2 separate regions of the Rattus norvegicus genome follow, and region 1 is linked to region 2. A link is a contact called in public Hi-C data. All regions are on one chromosome and are shown on one strand. The core of a region is the stretch at or near the end of the contact, and the rest is flanking DNA. Distances in the headings are between cores, read along the strand shown.

Region 1 (3,069 bases), core at 488-2,987, 120 kb after region 2:
CCAAAAGTGTCTATCCCAGGTGCCATGCGCAAGAAAAACACCATCCATGAGTATCCGCTGAGAGCATGAGGGGAAGGAAGGTGTGCCGGCTGGCTTGTGTGTTAGCTTGACACACGCTGGAGTTATCACCGAGAAAGGAGCCTCCCTTGAGGAAATGCCTCCATGAGATCCAACTGTAAGGCATTTTCTCAACTAGTGATCAAGGGTGGGAGGGCCCAGCCCACTGTGGGTGGTGCCATCCCTGGGCTGGTGGTCTTGGGTTCTATAAGAGAGCAGGCTGAACAAGCCAGGAGAAGCAAGCCAGTAAGGAACATCCCTCCATGGCCTCTGCATCAGCTCCTGCTTCCTGCCCTGTGTGAGTTCCAGTCCTGACTTCCTTTGGTGATGAACAGCAATGTGAATGTGTAAGCTAAGTAAACCCTTTCCTCCCCAACTTGCTCCTTGGTCATGATGCTGTGTGCGGGAATAGGAACCCTGACTGAGACAGAAGGCCATGGGTGGCTAGAGGTGTGACCTTCGCAAGCTCCAAGTACAGGGCTGCATAATCTGGGGAGCCGCCATGCTCTGTGAGCACACTGTAGTGCCACCTTCCTGAAATGGGGCTGTGACAGTACTCTTACAAATGAGATCATTCACCTGGTACCCTAGCCTGATCTCACCCTAGCAGCCTGTCCCCACTCCTGCCATTCCTCCTTCTAGAAATAGCTGCAGCCTGCTCACCTCCTCCTTCTGCTATAGCCGTTCCCTTCATTCAGATCATCATCTCTCCAGCTATGGTCTGCAGCCTTAGCTTCCTCCCAAGACTCTCCCGAGAGGGAAACCACCCATGTCACATTCCTGTTAAAGTCCTTCAAGCTGTCAGCCTAACTTCAAGGTCCCCTGCTTCTGCCCTGACATCCCACAAGGCCCCTCGAATGTAGGGGTCTTTAAACACATAAGTCCCATGGCCTAGATGATGACCCCCCGACACCACTTGTCTAAGTCCTCAAGGACTCAACTTAGAGGCTGCCAGGTCCCTGGAAGGTCTCCTTGACCTTCCACCCCCGCCAAGCTCCTCCTTTCCCCACAGACCCTTGGTTCACATCAACAACTCTGTGGCATCGTGTGAGGTATTCTATCTGAGTTCCTTTAAAGTCTTGTGTGTTCGTCTTCCTCATTCATTGCCCCTGTGTCTACAGTATGCAGCAGGTGCTCAGGGGCAACTAATGAAGGAGCTTAAGATCACCAGCAAGCTTAAGGCCAGTGCAGGCTACTGAGATCCTGTCTCAAAGGCAACGGACTGAACTTAATGAATAGTAAACCCACACCAGATTCCCTTGCTTCATCTGAAATAAAATTCACCCTAGATTTTTGCCAAATCTAAAATGCTTCCCACTTTAGAAAAAATAAACACACGGCCCCTGAATTCGGAATCAGACATGAGTTATACACTGTGTGCGTGACCCTTGGCCAGCTGTTTCGCCACCCAAGCCTCAGTTTCTCTTTCTATAAAGTGGGAATTATAAACGCTACTTCCTGGAACTGGGAATGTAACTCAGTTGGCAGAGGGTTTGCTTGGCACTCACAAAGCCTTGGGTTCCACCCCCATGAACAGCCTGTCATAGTTAGGTTTCTATTGACGCTGAGAATTCAATAGTTTGTCAACAAGGAAGAAGCCAGTGAATAAAGTCATCTTGAACCACCATCTGGAGACTGCAGAGTCAATGTGCCTTTGCCGCCCCCTGCTGGCCGATAGGAATACAGCCACCGGTAGCAGCTGAGCGAAACTTCAAGGACCTGCCTGCAGTTGCCAAACAGACGGTTCTCTCACTTGTATCAGCCACGTTCGTTCAGCAGCTAATGAAAGGTTGTCAGAGCAGATTGCTTCAGAGATCAAAACTACCTCATCAGGGAAAATGTAAAGAAATGAAAATGAAGCACGATACAATATTACAAGAATGGGACAGCTTCTCTCTGACATGAACAGAAGGACCAGTGGGCAGCCCTGTGAAAGAAAAGGAAATGTCTCCTTTAGAGCCTACAGCCAGATGTGGCCGTAGTGCAGATCCTGTCCTCCTGACCAATATAAAGCAGAATCTAGTCGTCCAGAACCAGCTTAATAGGGGTTGGGGATTTAGCTCAGTGGTAGAGTGCTTGCCTAGCAAGCGCAAGGCCCTGGGTTTGGTCCTCAGCTCCGGGGAGGGGGGGGGGACCAAAATAACAGAACCAGCTTAATAGAAACTGCTGGAACCTGGAAGGCCATTCTCTCCAAAGGTCTTGGCTTTGCAGCCAGACTGGCTAAGTCAACAAAGTGGGAGGCAGCCCAGCCTTTCCGTTACACCCTGCAACCCTGTGGTTCTTCTTGGCTTGTCACACTTGCATACATTAGTGCACTCTGAGCACACATGCCTCCAAATCCATCACTGGAGTTTGGATGGGGCTTCTGCTCTAGAATGGATTATGGCCAGGATCATTTTTTATTTCTCCCTATTCCAACCACCCTGCAAAAGCTGGAGCTAAGAATGCAAACTTTGAGAACTCAAGGGCAGTGTAGGACCAAGATGTTTACTTAGCCAGGGAGTTTGCTTCCCAGGGAGACAGGCTCAGATTCCCTCCTGCAGCAGGGCTTAGCTGAGTCCAGCCAGTTGCTCTGAGAAAGGAAAGGCCCTGGTTGGCCCAGGCACACAGGCAGCTTGGGGAAACACCACCCTGCCAAGGTTTCCTGGTGACTAGACTGCCATTCTAAAGTGGCACCAAACTTAGAAATGGGAGGAAGAAACACACTTCTCAACAGTAAAAAAGGCATAAATCAAAAACAAGAGTGTATTAAAGCATCAAAATGGGCCATCAAGTCAGCTCACAGGCAGAGGGGCCTGCACACAGGCCTGATGCTTGAATTTAATCCCTGGATCCCATAAAATCACAGGCAGGATAATGGACTCCTGAGAATTGTCCACTGACCTGCATACATGTGCCATTGATAGGCAGAAAGACAGAAAGACACACACACACAATTTATTAAATTAATAAAGTTATATATAAAATTACCTATATAAATTGTAAATAGCCAGAACAAGGATTGTAGCTCAT
Region 2 (3,080 bases), core at 5-2,504:
ATTCATTCATTCACTTATACTCACTCACTCATTCACTCATTCAGTCCTTCCGGCCCCATTGTGAGTACTCCATTGTAAGTACAGTCTGAAGACAGAAAGGCAGCAGCCCCTGACTTCAACTTGGGGAGACAGAAGAGGAAACACAGAAGCTATATCTTTTCTCTAGTGTCAGGGAGCCTCTGACCCTTGGAGCAAAGAGGCTGGGACATGAGGGTCTTCCTGTCAGGAAAGAAAGCTCTTAAAAGTGAACAGTGTTAACTCCCAACTCATCACTCAGCATGACAGGGCAGACAGACAGATGGCTTGTGTGTCCCATGTCTAGAAAGCCATCCTGTGCTGTCTGCTTCCTCACTGCCTTGATGCTTACACTGGTCAGACACTAATGGGCCAGGCTAAAGACCAAACTTCAACCTAGCAGGAGCCAAGCTTTTGACTACCGCATCTCTGCCACCAACTCTGTGTGACCTAGAGTCACGCAATACACTCCCGAACCCTTGTTCTCTTTTTTGCATAGTCTGGGCCTTGTATGATCAGGGAGGATGAGGTGGCTGGTGCATGTGGCAGCCACTGTCTTTGGAACCACGAGTCTTCAACAAAGGACTATCAGTCAGTACCCTCTCTGAGGCTCCCAGGGCCTTCCCACACTAGAAGTTTGAGGGATTCTCTGCAGCTAGAGGCAGCTGATGAGTTAATTCTTAGCGCTGTCACCCCCCGTGGGGAGCAGAGGCAGAGCAAAGGGCAGGCCTAGAGACCTCTTTTGGAAATGACAAGATCATTTAGCAATCAATTAGCATGGTCCCCAGGCTCAGGGCCTGCACGCCTGCCTGTGAGCAGAAAGAATGTGCTTTATATACTGATTGGAAACAGATGTGCTGGTGAACAGCGCAACCCAGGCTGGGCCTGAATTCCTGGGCGCCCGGCGATGGGGATTTGTTATTACATTCTGGGCACCAGCGTGGGGAGGGAGGCCAAGGCAACTGAGCTAAGAGAGCAGGCAGCCTGGAGAACGTACACCTCCCAGGAGCCCCGGGCATGGAGGAGGGAGAGATGTTGACTCTGTCAGCAGTAATCTGGGATAAAATTAGTTCAGCCAAATACAGACTATGACTTTTGACCAATGGATGCCAAATTCCAAACGTGAGACTGGCGAGGCGTGGGGAATTGAGTGAACCGGGGAGCAAGGCATAGAGCGGAGGACCCTGGAGTCCCGGCTGCTTTGAAGCCACGCCCCGTTTCCTAGGCTTCAGCTGTGCGGAAGGCCCGCCTCCAAGCCCTTTCCGCACTATCCCATTTATGAACTACAGCCATGCTGTGATGATTCTACTTTACAGATGAGAATATGAGAGAACTGGGGTGCGGGGGTGGAACAAGTTACTGAAAGTCACACAGCAAGTGCAGAACCCAGTTGTTGAACCTGCTTTCAAGATTCTGTAACATTAGCCAGGATGGATTTCACTTCTTCTTCCTCATCCCCTACTGAATGGAACGGGAAGGCTGAGCCCCTACACTCCAGCCTCACAGCACTATAGCTCACTACTGTCCCCAGCGGGCCTCATCCGCCTTTGTCAAACCCTCTCAGTGACAAGTGGTTCATGGACTCTGCAGGCTGCCAGATCTAAGCTCACGCAGTTCACCACTAGCCACTGTTTCCTTCCTGGGCACCCGCACGTTTGGGGCTTCCCGGGATTCCTGGTTTTGCCCCCTGGATTCCCTTTCCCTTGTGTAGTCTCAGTGGACTCCATCATTATTCTCTGAAGTGATTGATCAAGCCTATGAGAACAGTCTCTCGGGAGTCGGCTTGGGGACCTCAGGTCGTTACCAAACCCCTTCTCTGGACAGCGTCCAGCCCATTCGTGGGCCTGACCGTGGGTGTGGAGCCAGCCGGGCATCTCATTTCCCTTAGCACAAGACAAATGTGGTTTAAGGAAATACTTAAGGTAATTTGCCATTATATGAGTGATACAAGCCCAGTACAGGAGGAGAGAGCAGAGAGTAATGTAAAACTGCTTTTGCAGGGGGAGGAAAGCCGCCCACCGTGGTCTCCAGCCTCTTCTTTTAGGCTTAACCTCTACCTCATGTCCTTCGTCCTGTTCACGCACCAGGTCCTGCTCTTCCGGATACAGCAGAAGGAGCTTGCTGCTGTTACAGCGTGATGTCTCAGGGCCACCCAGCGTTCTGCGGAGTGGCTATAATTCCTTATCCGATTCTCTGGAACATTATCATAACTCCAGTTTCCTTACTATACAACTCTTGGTTTGTTTGGGGATTCTATAAAATGTCACCTATTCTCTAGGAGTTGAGGCCCACACTTCTTTCCCTTTTTTTTTCCCCCTTCTCTTTTTTGTTTAGTTTTTGGATTTTAGAGACAGGGTCTCTCTGTATAGCCCTGGCTGTCCTGGAACTCTCTCTCTGTAAACCAGGTCTTGAACTCACAGAGATCTGCCTACCCCTATCTCTTGAGTATTGGATTAGAGACACATGCCACCACTGCCTGGCTCTGTTTGTTTTTGAGGCAGGCCGGCCTCAAGCCTCTTATGTAGCAGAGGTTAGTTTCAAACTCCTGACTCTCCCATAGGGCCCATGGTTCTTAGTAGTGCTAATACTTAATATTGACAGGGTCTAGGATCTCCTAGGGGACAAACCTCTGGGCATGTCTGAGTGGTAGTTTCTAGGTTGGATTGATTGACACAGGAAAGGTCACCCTAAATGTAGGTGTCACTGTCCTGTGGGCAGGGTCCTGGGATGTATAAAAAAGTGAGCTGAACACCTTTGTTCTGTCCCCTGCTTCCTGACTACAGACACAGTGTGATCAGCTACCTCAAGGTAGCCACACACATCCTCCCCATTAACGGGAGAGAGATGAGGTCGCCCCTAACACACAGGCTTTGTAGGAGCATGATTTTATAACCGGAGAGACTTCCAGTTTTTCAGTCCAGCACAGACGTCATCCTTCTGTCCTAACCGCAAGCCAAAGGCTGAACAAATGAAAAAAAAATCAACTCTTTTTTCTTCTATCTGAGGAGTGATGTCATAGGGCAAACTGCAGCTTCCCAGATTAGAGAGAAAGACAGGTCCAGAAT

Evidence for each region. Hi-C and Micro-C count contacts between places; a contact is called where the count stands out from the background.
Region 1: a Hi-C map of psoas muscle shows a contact between it and region 2, with 3 times the contacts expected there. The contact joins two enhancer-like sites. A contact is called at or near these places in 6 of 12 Hi-C or Micro-C datasets (the A7r5 cell line, the Rat2 cell line, hepatocytes and 2 more).

Annotation. Positions count from the first base shown.
Region 1 is chr10:65,379,469-65,382,537 of GRCr8, forward strand. No RefSeq gene overlaps it. Among named protein-coding and RNA genes, the nearest start is that of Utp6, 45 kb to the right of the region's middle. Within about 2 kb of position 1,738, at least 10 of the 93 cell types and tissues checked have an H3K27ac peak or open chromatin away from gene starts, as enhancers often do.
Region 2 is chr10:65,257,032-65,260,111 of GRCr8, forward strand. All of the region lies in intron 1 of Faul2 (FAU ubiquitin like and ribosomal protein S30 fusion like 2), which reads left to right. Among named protein-coding and RNA genes, the nearest start is that of Mir365b, 74 kb to the left of the region's middle. Within about 2 kb of position 1,255, at least 21 of the 93 cell types and tissues checked have an H3K27ac peak or open chromatin away from gene starts, as enhancers often do.